Regions from separate parts of the Rattus norvegicus genome. Here all the other regions are linked to region 3. The links are chromatin contacts, called in public Hi-C maps. All regions are on one chromosome and are shown on one strand. Each heading gives the region's core, a stretch centred on a gene start, on an enhancer-like site or on the middle of the called end of the contact. The rest is flanking DNA. Distances are from core to core; before and after follow the strand shown.

Region 1 (4,067 bases), core at 244-2,743, 610 kb before region 3:
GAGGACAGAAGCACAAAGGAGCTGGGAGCTGGCCTTTCTATCCAGACCTGGTGAAGGAAAGAAAAGAGGACTGACTAAGGTAGCCAGGGAGATGCTACTGAGGATGGATCCCTATATTTAGAGGTAGTGTGAAGTCTGTTCCTCAGGCTTGAAGGAATGGAAACTTAGAAGAATGTAAGCACACTCTGAACACACGAATAATTCTGCAGTTGAGTTCCGGAGGGAGAAACACCTCGGGAGGGGCTGTCAAGTGACCAACTTAGATCATATAAGGAGTCCTGCTTCAAGGCTGTCAAAGTCATTGGCTCTTTTAGGTTTAAATTCAATTAATTCTGCAACGGGGCGAAACAGAAGGTATTAGTTCTAGGAAGAACCCTTGCTTACTTGGTGATTCACTCGTGAATACAGCAAAACTCAAAACCCGAGGAATAATGCATCAGGCAATACTAGTTCCGTAGCCAGCCAGCATCCCTCCCCTCAAGAAAACATTGCAGACCATGACATCATTCCTTCTGGTCTCCCTACACCTGCTCGAGTCCCTCGATTTTACCACCAGATGGCGATGTTGGCCTAAGATCTAGCCCATTCTCTAGTCCTGGGGAAGCCTGACCTGAATATAAAACTTTCCTAATCACCACATTTGATTCCCCCGCAGAACAGCACAAAAAACGCTGCGGATTCCAAAGAGGCCAACATGGCATCTCACCACATTGTATGGTCCGCAGGCCAGACATTTGTGCTTATTAAAGTTTGATTGCAAGAAAACAACTTTAAAATGCAGAGTCCAGGAGCGCACCCCCTCCCGCGCTTAGTCCCGCTTCCCGCTCCCCACCCCCCACCCACAGTCCAGCAATCTCGGACGTGGAGCTTTCCTGCAGCCGCAGAGGCAGGGCTGGCAGTGTGGCGCGGAGGTGGCAAGCTCCAGGGACCCACGCAGCGTCTGTCTGTGCAGTGCCCAGATGGCAGGGGCTGGAGAGGCCTCCAGAAACCTGCGACTTAGTGGCATTTCCCCAACTCTGGTTCCTGTCATCCTCCCTGGCCACCCCAGTTCTGTAGCGTTGGCTCCTGGAGTTCTACCCCATCCAGAACTTCAGGAGGGAGCTTGGGGCCAGGAAAGGTTGGAGGTGGTGGCATGAAAGTAAGGCCTACTTAGGAGGACCAGTCGTCAGGGTTAGAATTTTTACAATTACAGGGGATCCCAGGTGCCCACCTAATTGGTATTGCTTCGAAAACAGGTCCTGCCTTGTGTAGGGCAGTGTGTACATACTTTAATACATGGGTAAGGTGGACGCAGGCGCCTGTTTACAGAGTGACCCTCTGGCTGGCTCCCAGTAGCTTGTACCAAAAGGTCGGAGAAGGATTGTCTTTGGTCCCCAGCAGCCAAACCTCGGTGGTCCCGTCTATGCCTCATAGGGATGTGTTCATGGTTCATGCACACAGCCCAGCGGTGCAGTGCTCCCTGCTGGCCTGCGCTGGGCCCCCTCGAAGCGGCCAGACGGTGTGACTCACAGCGGGCTTGCCCCCGCCGAGGTCATCCACTAGGCGCAGCTGGGCCGCGGAAAGAAAGAAGCTGATGAATTTTTCATCGCGATTCCCTTGGCTGTCGATCTGAAGGCAGTTTCTGGGGCAGCAGCCATTAAGGACCTGTCTGTGCCAAGGACAGCCCCTCCCCCACCTCTCTAATTACTGATAGACAGGAGACTCGGGTCCCAGGTCCCCTCCTCCTCCAGGGCGTTTCCTGGTCCTTTTGGCTTTGTTTGATTTCGAAGCCTTGGGCAAGTGGGGAAGAAGGCAGGGTGAGGAAAAGCGCCTATCTAGTTTAAGTTTAATAGCATGTGTAGACAACCTACCTGCCTGGGCTCTGCCTGGAAAAGGAGCACAAAGATGCTCACACCCTGACCTCCAGGAACTTGCAGGCCTCTGCCGGGATAGGCTAACAAAATGGACAGGAAACAGTCCAATGTGGGCCAAGGGCCAGGTTAGTTGGGCTGTGTATTAGTGAGACCCGGGTGCAGGGAGAGACGTGGGGAAAGGATAAGTTGAAAGGAAAGGAGTCCAACACCTGGGCACAGGAAGAGGAAGAATGAGGGCGGGGTCTAACTTTGAGTTCTGGAGGGGAACAGAGGCACAGGGGTGCAAGGTGTGTGCGTTCCTAGATCTACCCAACACATGAGTAGGCCTATCGCAGATCGGAAGCTGGTCTTTTTTTCTTAAGCCCTTCTTTTATAAAAATTTGGTACAGATATATCAGGGGAAATCACTATCAGATAAGAACACTGAGGGGCTTTTTGTTCCTGAGTGGGTGTGGGGGGAGGGGAGTGGGGGAAAGAGGGAGGGCTGTACCAGATCTTTTTATTACATGGATTGTTTTTGCATAACTAAGTTAAAAACACACACTTAAATATACTATGCATACTGTTATGTATGGAGATGATCTAGAAATACAGGTTTTTTTTAAAGGTAATGCACATATTCCTAAATTTGGGTGAAATAATTAAAAATATTCACCCAGAGTTACAATTTTGCTATATTTCCTTATACTTTTTCCTTAGTTTTTTCCTGTGCAGACTTCATTTCATTGAGACCATGTATTCTTTTTATTTTTTGTGAGCACAGTCATTCAATAAACACTGACAAATAGAGATCATAGCAGGAAAATTCCCTTAATCTTAAAGTGGAGCAGGGCATAGTGGCTCCTGACTGAAATGCCCACATCTAGAAGGTGGAGGGTGGGGAACAAGGCCTTAAAGGCAGTGTTCTAGGCAGATCCCAGCTATGTGTGGTTAAAGGCAGAGTTTCGGATCTGGCTGAGTGGTATATGACTCTGCCTGAAGAAAGGAAAAGGTGAAAACATCTCAAGGTACCTGAAGAGGTTTCTCAGTTCGCCTCCCAATGCGGAAGTGAAACAGCTGGTGGGAAGGAAGTTGTGAGATCCAGCACTCCCAGCATCCTCCTCTGCACCCTCTCCCCGCCTCCTCCCGCCCCCCAGAGTATCCTCACCCATACTCATCCCCTTACCAACCTTTTTTCCTCAGTGGCTGTGCCTGGGGTTCTAGGACTGTGCAATTCCTTGCCACCTTCTACTCTGAAAACCTGTGCAGAACCTGGTAGTTTATCGCATGCTTTCCCGTTGTTTTGCTCGGTTTAATTGAATTAATTTTAACACCTGTTATACCTGCTACAAAGATCAAAAAACTGAGCCTACATTAGAGTTTCCCTCTGAAACGTTAAGTGGCCAAATTAAAGACAGAGCAAAAGCTACAGATTTTTTTTTCCTTTTTAAAGAAAAGGTGTTATTTGTGAACCGCGAATGTTTGCTGTTTGTTAAATTAGCTTTCACATTTAAAGCCACCAGAAAGACATTTTTATCAAATAAGAGAATGTGCCACCTGCTTTATTTCTTGGGGGAAAAACAGAGAGGGAGGGCTTCCATTTCTGGCTCTGAAGGAGGAGAGCAGAAAAAGCCTTGTACTAAAAAACCAAAGGCTGAATTAAAAAAGTATGAACTAGTAGCTTGAGAGCATCAGAGAGCCGTCAAAGAAGCAGGGCTCTAGAGGGACCAGAATGGCAGAGGAAGGCAATGCATTCAAGTGAGTCCTTCAGAGCTCCTCTTGTGCCCTGGGAGCATTTGCTGAGTCATGCACAGGCCTCTGGGGTATAGACTCAAAACAGAATGACAGCTCCTTGCTTGTCTGCGTCAAAAAAATTGGAGTTCAGGATGCAAGGTTGCCAGGACTTGATGGACCATAAACACAGAGAGACAGAAACCAAAGGAAATGGAGTCTGTGTGCGATTTCTCTCCAAACCATTTCTCAGTCTTTAAGCTGTGCACGTGAAGAGTGAGATGCCAAGAAACCAAATAAAAGCAGCTGTCAAGAGGCTTAAAAGCTAAGCCAAGATGCTGGCGTGCTTATAGTTCTGGGTAGGCATAGCATACAGTTCTGGCTGCCGAGGACGAGGAACTTTATGAAGTCCTCATTGTCAGGTGAGCCCTGAAAAACCAGTCCATCAGAATAAGCATACACAGGTCTGCAGCTCTTATACCATATGCAATGTGGGCTGCAAGA
Region 2 (3,952 bases), core at 111-2,610, 710 kb after region 3:
TAAATAATATTTATTAAAGACGTTGGTGAGTTTCTGGCGCTCTATAGCACTGCCTATTAGTATGCATGAGGAATGTTAGTATGAAATGAATTTTCTGCTTCTTCTCAGCCATTTCTCCTGTGATTTTTTTTCCCCCACCTATTGCTTTTCCTGTAGATGAAGCTTTTTTAAAAACTCTGTGGACAAGATAGTGTTCGCTGTCACTGAGAAATACCACAGCTATCACCCTCCCTGTCACAGTGATGAAAAGCAGGGGCAGGAGTTAGGAAGACTCTGGGTCTTAGTTCTCACCCATTTCAGTTCTGACTCCTAGGGATTAACCATAGAAAATGAAGGCATCCCTGGTCCTCAGTTTCCTCTTCTACGAAATGAGGCCAACAGCACGCACTGTGTAGAACAGTCAGTCCTACAAGCCCCTTCAGTGAAGCATTAAGAATGGCTGGGGTTCACCTGGCCTACAGGAAATGTCAGATGTTAACACTGATAGCCATAACTGTATTGTCTTTCCTTTGTGCAGACATTGTATATATGCAAGACTCTTGCCTATCAGTTAGCCAGATGTTTGAAATAGCATGTTGGTGTTTCCCACAGGGATGTACCTGATCTTCCCCTGATCCATAGATGCTCTCTCCCTGCAAGAAGAGAGAGCCTGACTTTTTGCCTCTTGTTCTAAATACAACATTTTTCCTTCTCTGGGAGCCTGTCCATTGAGCTTGTGGCCTGCTGTAGCATTTGTGACCACCACACAATCACATCTTACCAGGCACCAGGCTGACTGCTCCACACCAGTACTTGGCCAGATCCCGGCCTCTGCATTTGCATAGCCCTAACTCAGTGTTGTTGGGAACAGTGAAGCAATTTCCCAGCTCCTGCTGCTATGGGTAGCTGGGGTTCTCTGGAAAAGATGGAGAAAATCTGAAGAAGTTTATTTGACATGAGTCTAAAAAAAAAAAAAAAAGTAATAACCACTTTTCCTTGTGGAAACTGAGTCAGGCATTGCCTTTCCCAAGGCCAGGGTGTGACAGTGTGTTGAGAATGAAATTGGGGGACAGCCAGCATGGGGGAGGCCCCAGACGACTAAGCCTCAAGGAAACTGCCTGACAGGCATTTGCTTTTCCTCACACGTACTCGGTAAGCTGCTCTGAGGATGTGGTCACATCAAATCTCTCTCCCCGCCTCTAAGCATTTCTTTTTCTGGGGTATGGAGCAGCTCTTCAGGGAAGAAAAGCAATTTGATGTCAGGGACTCCTTTGAGCCTTGGGAATTAGGCCTCAGAACCTTGGAATTGGAGCTCAGCTGCTGCTAGAAAATACACTGTGAATGTTTTATTCAGTAATGCATATATAACATTGAGCAGAATCCAAATACATAAATCACTTATACAATAGCTGTTAAGAGCTACCTGCCAGCATTTCCTAACACACTGCTGGACTCACTTCCAAGGTCCTTTACTGCCATCTGCTGGCCAAAAGTTTGTTTTATGTTGGTAAATTTCTACTAGTTCATAACCTTATGCATAGTTTTTGAGATTCAGAATTTTCTGAGGCAAAATTCCCCCCTCCCGCCCCCAAAATGTACAAGTGCCTTGTTTTTTAAGAATTTCTGAGAGACATCCTAGCACTCTAGAAGTGTGACAGACAGAGAATGGCAACAGAGGCAGTTTCTCCTTCCTCCCTTGTTTCTCGGTGTGCTTTTTCTGAGCCATCTAAACCAAGGCCCCATCGGCCTGCATCGCAAAGATATACTCGGTGTATCTTAAAATGGGTCCTGCAGTTGTCACACTCCGCCTCCCTACACTCACCAATTACATCGATGAGATCAGAATCCTGAACATCACAGCAAAACCTACCGACAGCCAGCCACCAAGAGTCTTCTAGAAGTGCAAGTCTGGCCCCTTCAGTGGAGCCCCTGGAGACTTGAGCAAGTCACTAACAGATGTCGTTGGAGCCTCCTGAAGTGAGCCAGCATCGCCCCAGTGCCGTCCTGTACATGAAGTGGGAGCGCACTGGTCTTTGCTGCTCTGAAACATGCAGCATCTCAGCTCCCTGCAGGGCCCTGAGATAATGAGCAGGAGACACCTAAAATAATCCCTAGAACGAGTAGACCATGTTAAGCCACGCTAGAGCAGGATCCAAGGGGTGCTGTTAGAAGATGGCACTTGCTGTGCAGACTGACATATGAGGGTTGGGGGTGCAAATGCCTAGGTACTCTATAGTGAATAAAGACTTTGTAAAACAGAAAATGACTCTTAAAATCTGTGTGTGACTGTAGTACAAAAGAGATGTAACACTATCTTTTGATACAAAGGATGTTATTTTTCAAATTTAAAGGAGAAAAAATGAAACATGGCTTCTCATTTTCTCCAGCAACAGTAGAAGAAAGTGTGGAATGGAGGAATAGTAGAGGTTAAAATAACGGTGTAAGGTAGACTCTCATCCCAGGGATCTCATGTACACATCATTGCTGTATAATAAATGATCTATCTGATGGTGGATTGCAATGAGAATCTTCATTCATATCACACTCTACTTCTGCAAGTCAGAAATACAAACATGACTTGGAATACAAATACAACATGTTACTCCATGGTGACCAGAGACCTGAAAGCTGGGTCCCAGGTCCTCATGTTCACTTGTTAGGTAACTGATGCTGGCTGGCAGCTGAGGGACAGGCTGAGGATTTCAGCCACAACACACAAGCCTGGCTCTCCCTGTAGCCTGGCAGCTTCCCAGGTCTGGAATTCCAAGAACGGGCCAGGCAGAAGTCACATTACTTCCAGTGCCATGCAGTACACTTCTGCTGTCAGGGTGTAAGGTCAGCGTCATAGAGCCTTTGGGGCTTAACACTAGGGTCTCTGTGGAGGTTTAAGTCACACTGGGAGAGGGACATTTAGGGCACAAGTCTGTCCTTGGCAAAACCGTCTACAAGGCTTGTTTTGTACATTACTGTTGTCTCCTTGCACACACAGATAACCTCACAGATATGCCACAGGCCCTTGGTAGCCTCAGACCCATTTTCAGTTGGTTGGGCTAGTGGGGCAGCTTTAGATCCAAATCGCTCTCCAGTTTGCACTCTGACCAGGCCCAAGGCTGTCTCGACCTTACTTTCTTCAACCTGGAGAGAGAAAGACTGGGGCCCAGCAAGAAACTCCATGGTAAAGGCACTTGCCAACAAGCCTGAAAACCTAAGTCTGAGGCCTGGAACTCACAGGGTACAGGGAAAGAACCAACTTCGGCAAATTGTCTCTTGACCTCTACAAATGCTCCATGGCACACATGTATATGCACACACACAAAACAAATAAATGTAACTGGAAGAGAGTGGGGAGGTGGAGCTCAGTGATAGGTTGCATGCCTGTGAGACACGCACATGGCTTTGCGTCCCATTTCCAGTGTGGAAGAAGAAAGGCTGAGCTCTAGTCACTATCCCGTCTATAGTTAAACATATGTCACCAGCGGTCCCATCTATAATTAAACATATGTCACCAGTGGTAGTACAGGGAGAGTTCAGAAAAGCCTCCCTCAAATTCTAAAACACTCCTGGTCTCCATATCCCCTCAATGCCTTCATGATCTCTAAAATTCCTCCCATGTGCACTGGAATTTTGGCCATCCCTCACTGTTCTGAAATTTCAGTTCCCTGCTATGTGAAATCCGGCCTCTCATGTCTCATGTCAGTCAGTAAACATTTTCAGAATGAAATTCTCTGTGCAGTTGGTTACTATGGGTGTGAGAGCCTTCAAAGGAAGAAACCCTGTTCTCGGGGGCTCTCGCCAGGCTACTTGAGATGTTTTCTTGATGGAACTTTATATGCTTAGAGTGGCTTTTGTGGTCGCCTGGCATTTTACAGATGAGGGACATGATTTGCCCAAAGTCAAGAGGCAAGTTAAGTGGCAGAGAAAACCAAACTTCCATTCCTGACAGCTGTGCACTTTACTGTTCATGTGATTGCCT
Region 3 (4,256 bases), core at 773-3,272:
GACGGGGGTGTTAGAGGGGAAACCCGTGTCCTGTGCGTGGAACCCTGAAGGGACAAGCGAGTACTGGGAAGGGCTTCCAACCTTGAGGTCCCGCCCCTAGCCAGCCCCTTCTCTACCATTGGAGGGCGTTGGGGGAGGGTCCGAGGGACGCCCCCCACTCGCCACCCGTTCTCGCCCCACCTCCACCCGCCCACCTTTTCTGCTTTTCTGCGAGCCCAAGGAACACTGGGGCAGGAAACTCCTGGAGCTGCCACTGGGCCCCTGGACACCGGGAAAGTGCGCCCCCGCTGCCCCGCCCACCTACCCTGGCGTCACCGGGGCTGAGATGTGGCTCCGCCCCTACAGACCAGGCGGCCAGCCTCGGGTTCTGCGGTTCTGCAGAGCTTCGGGCTTGGGTCCCCTCGGTGCGCGCTTTCCCAGCTTCTCGGGGCAGCAAGGCCCCCGAGGTCCTCCTCAGTTCCTCCCTCCACCGCCTGTCATCTGACCCCAGTTTTGCACCCTTTTCTCCCTTTCTCAGTCCGCGTGCACAGATGGCTGTGTGTGGTTCCCAGTGCAGGGGCTTCGGAAGGCAAATTAAACGGAGCCCCCACCTCCCTAATCCCCTTTCATTTCTGCCACTAACTTGATAGCCTTACGTGGTGGCCCTGAAGTCTTGTAAAATATAAAGGGTTCTTTTATTTTCTCCTTTTCGCTTATCTCTTCATTGTCTTAAGTAATACATCTGGCCAGTGAGGCCTTCAACATTTGACTAAAGTCGCTAGAATTCAGGCTGGTGAAGAGGGTGTGGTGCATTGCAGAAAAAGGAGGGGGAGAAAAACTTAATTTCATTTAAGAAGTAGCCCTGATTATTTTTCCATCTTTCATGACCTACCACAGGACCTTGCACAAACACAGCTGAAGAGATATTTCTTTCTGCAGTGTGTGCTGGGTCATTCAAAAAACAGCGCAGGTGTGTGTGGATCTGGGTGTGTGTGTGTGTGTGTGTGTGTGTGTGTTCGTGATGGACGTGGGTGCGTGTGTGGACATTTGAGTGCGACCCTACAAATGACCCCAGGAGACTCCCAGAAAGGAGCTTGCACACCACAGCTTGCCTTGAAAATTTCCTAAAGCGCTAAGAGTTTGTAAATCACAAGAATCCGAAATTTGCCTTAGCCTAGACTTCTTGCCCAATTGCCTTTCCACACCCCCACCCCCAAATAGGTGTCTCTGTTCCTTGTATAGAGGCCCTTCGGGCGAGTGAGCGTTGCGAATAGTGAGATTCACAAGAGGGCACGCGGAGTCTATTTCTGGGGCCCTGTGTGTGCAGAACGAACCCCCGGGACCTGGGCGTGTACGCGCGCTCGCGTGCAGTGTGCGGGCGAGCTCGGGGGCGCTCGGCTCCGCTCCCGGGCGTGCGCTTTTGTGAGTGTGTGCGTGTGCCGGGAACCGGGTTGTGTGCTCACGCGCTCAAGGCTGCGCCTAGAGCTCAGCTGCAGGGCTGGAGAAAATGAGGGTAGGCAAGTCTGCAGACAGCTGAGGGCGAGAGAGGGGTGATTCGGCTCGGATGAGTCTCTCCCTTCTTCCCACTCCGGCCTGAAGCTTCTCAAACCTCTCTGCAGGGTGGGAAGTGTCTGGGTTCGTTGTGGCGCCAGTGAAGGAGGGAGCAGGTTGAACAATCGAGTGGGCGCGCTAGGACTCCCCGGCTCCGGGCGGGGAGAGGAGAGGGAGCCCCGATTCTGCGCAGGGAGGGGGCGGGGCTGGGGGCCCCTGGAACGAGGAGGCGGGGGTGGCCACCGGGATGAGAAGAGGTCACCCCAGAGAGGCGAGATTTCATTGAGATCGCACATTAATTGGAGATATCTGATTAATTCCAGAGTCTTATGACTATAAATGGTGATTCTCTACCAAGGTGTCTATATTAAAAAAAAAATCAATCCGTGTCATCCCCCACGTCAGGCCTGTTCGTGGGCGTGAGGCTGTACTTCCTCCGCCCCCTCCTAATGGAGTGAACCATTCCCAGCTCCCCCCCCCCCACAGCCTCTCACTCTCTCGCTCTCTTTCTGTCTCTTCCTCGCTCCCTCTCTTTCTCTCCTCCCTCTGCCTTCCCAGTGCATAAAGTCTCTGTCGCTCCCGGAACTTGTTGGCAATGCCTATTTTTCAGCTTTCCCCCGCGTTCTCTAAACTAACTATTTAAAGGTCTGCGGTCGCAAATGGTTTGACTAAACGTAGGATGGGACTTAAGTTGAACGGCAGATATATTTCACTGATCCTCGCGGTGCAAATAGGTAAGTGGCCGCCCGGTAAGGCTCGGTAGGCGGCTGGAGATTGCCTGCCCCAGAGGCGCCTTAGGGGACTTTGCTGGCCGGCAACAGCCTCTGGTTGCAGAAAACCCTGCAGACTCCCGGGATCCGGGTATTAGCTCTTGGGGACTCTGGAGTCCTGGTTGGGTCTTCCTAAAGAAAGAAATTTCTTCTGCAGGGAAGTGTGTGACCAGCTATTTTCCAAGGGGGGTTTTCCCCTTTTTCTCCAAAGCGCACATCCATTTTTTTTTCTCTCTTTTCGGGGTTGAAACAGGATCTGAGCGCTCGTAGCATTTGTCCCATGTTATACTGCAAGATACTATCTTGAGGGGTCGGAACGTGAAGGCAAGAATAAGATGCCTAGGCAGCTGAGGGCTGAAAAGTTTATATGCAGAAAGCGAAGATATTCCAAGGCTGCCCTCAAACTGCAGCATTTAGAACTTTGTCCTTCCCCCGCCCCTCCCCCTATATCCGAGCTGCAGCGTTTGCTCCCGGCACCGCAGACTACTCTGAGAAGGATAAATCAACCAAATATGCACCGATATACTTTTTCAGGCTCATGTGTGTCTGTGATTTTACATATTACCATCGCTAGTCTTTTTATACAGGAAAGGGCTTTACCGTGTTTGCAATATGTCTTTTCGTGTGTTTGTCATTTTTGTTTGCGGCTGTTTGTGGATGGATTGACTTAGTCCCCCATTTTATGTTAAGGAATGTCGAGTCTCAGCTACACTGTTGGGAAGCTTTCTTAAAGTTCATATTTTTTTTCCATCCAATATGCAAATGCTTTAAATACTAGTGAATTTGCTTGTCTGATACCGGATTGGAACATTAATTAACGTAGCTGAAAAGTGAAAGTAAAGCAGTTTATTAATAGAATGGACAAAAGGAAAAAATAGAAACTCTCCTGTGGTTATTCTGGAGATGGAGAAAGCTGTTATCGTGCCAGGATATAGCATTCTTTACAGACAAATCCTTGCAGAATTTCAGGGGCTCTTCAGGGAATTTGTGTGGGACAGGAGACGGGGATGCTTAACATTTTTTTCTTCATAAGAAATGTAGAGGAATTGGGGCTCCTGGAACATTAAAACTGATTCTTTCCATCGGGGTCCATATGCATTTGACATAATCTTGAGAATTTGATTTGGGGGATTTTTTTTGATTGTTTGTTTATTGTTTTGCAGAAACTGGGGTCTTGCAAAGCAAGGAGCATGCAGCAGGATGTTGGCTTTTCCTTTAATTTTAGGAAATGACTTAATGCGTTGTATCTGGTGGTTTTGTGCCTTTGACATTAGTTCAAAGAGCTGCAACCATCATAGGACATGGATCCCAAGGGCAGCAAATTCTTTAAGTATTGGAAATGAGTGAGCATGGCATTTTGTAGTTAGATGACCAATGTTCACAGATTAAGAAAAAGCGAGTGTTTTAAGATAGGGGATTCACCTGGAGGATGTTTAGAGACTCTGTTTCCTAATGGGTGAAAATAGAATATAGTGAAACAGTGATTTGCAGGAGGGATTCATTTGATTAACCTCGGCCTGAAAAATGACCATCATTTTCATAGTGGAATTAAAATGTATGTGCCCCCAAATGTCTACCCCCTTTTTTTTTTTGCATCAGAGCTTCAGTCTTTATTAATTCATAGATGGAAGCTCTCCCAAATTACTGACATTTGGCAAGAAGCGTGGGGGTTGGGGAGGGGCGGGGAAGTAGAGGATGAGGAAGTTTGGAATGAATGAGAGAGATCCAAGAAATGAATGAGCAAATGAAAACCGCACTGGATAGGGATGTAGAGGAGACGGGTCGGCTGCCTGCCTGGGGGTTACAGAAACCAGGTTCAGAAAGGACCGGGAACTCGACCGATGTGCTCAGAGGCTTATGCCTGCAACCTCTGTCCCGCGCACTGCTTCCGGCTTTCCAGTGCAAGCTTGATTTCTAGAAGCCACAATTGCGAGACACAGAAATGTTCCCGAATTC

What was found. Hi-C and Micro-C count contacts between places; a contact is called where the count stands out from the background.
Region 1: a Hi-C map of the Rat2 cell line shows a contact between it and region 3, with 6 times the contacts expected there. The contact joins the enhancer-like site here to the promoter of Nrn1 in region 3. A contact is called at or near these places in 5 of 12 Hi-C or Micro-C datasets (the A7r5 cell line, the Rat2 cell line, Schwann cells and 2 more).
Region 2: a contact with region 3 is called in a Hi-C map of frontal cortex, with 2.6 times the contacts expected there. The contact joins the enhancer-like site here to the promoter of Nrn1 in region 3. A contact is called at or near these places in 2 of 12 Hi-C or Micro-C datasets (frontal cortex and mammary epithelial cells).

Annotation. Positions count from the first base shown.
Region 1 is chr17:27,725,213-27,729,279 of GRCr8, forward strand. All of the region lies in intron 1 of Tpi1l2 (triosephosphate isomerase 1 like 2), which reads right to left. Among named protein-coding and RNA genes, the nearest start is that of Ly86, 35 kb to the left of the region's middle. Within about 2 kb of position 1,494, at least 26 of the 93 cell types and tissues checked have an H3K27ac peak or open chromatin away from gene starts, as enhancers often do.
Region 2 is chr17:29,039,596-29,043,547 of GRCr8, forward strand. The region is part of intron 2 of Lyrm4 (LYR motif containing 4); the gene reads left to right. Among named protein-coding and RNA genes, the nearest start is that of Ppp1r3g, 42 kb to the right of the region's middle. Within about 2 kb of position 1,361, at least 14 of the 93 cell types and tissues checked have an H3K27ac peak or open chromatin away from gene starts, as enhancers often do.
Region 3 is chr17:28,333,404-28,337,659 of GRCr8, forward strand. Nrn1 (neuritin 1) reads left to right here and starts at 2,023. Exons shown (of 3, transcript NM_053346.2): 1 at 2,023-2,264. The coding sequence starts at 2,210. LOC120097730 (a long non-coding RNA gene) reads right to left here. Exons shown (of 3, transcript XR_010059462.1): 3 at 2,263-4,256.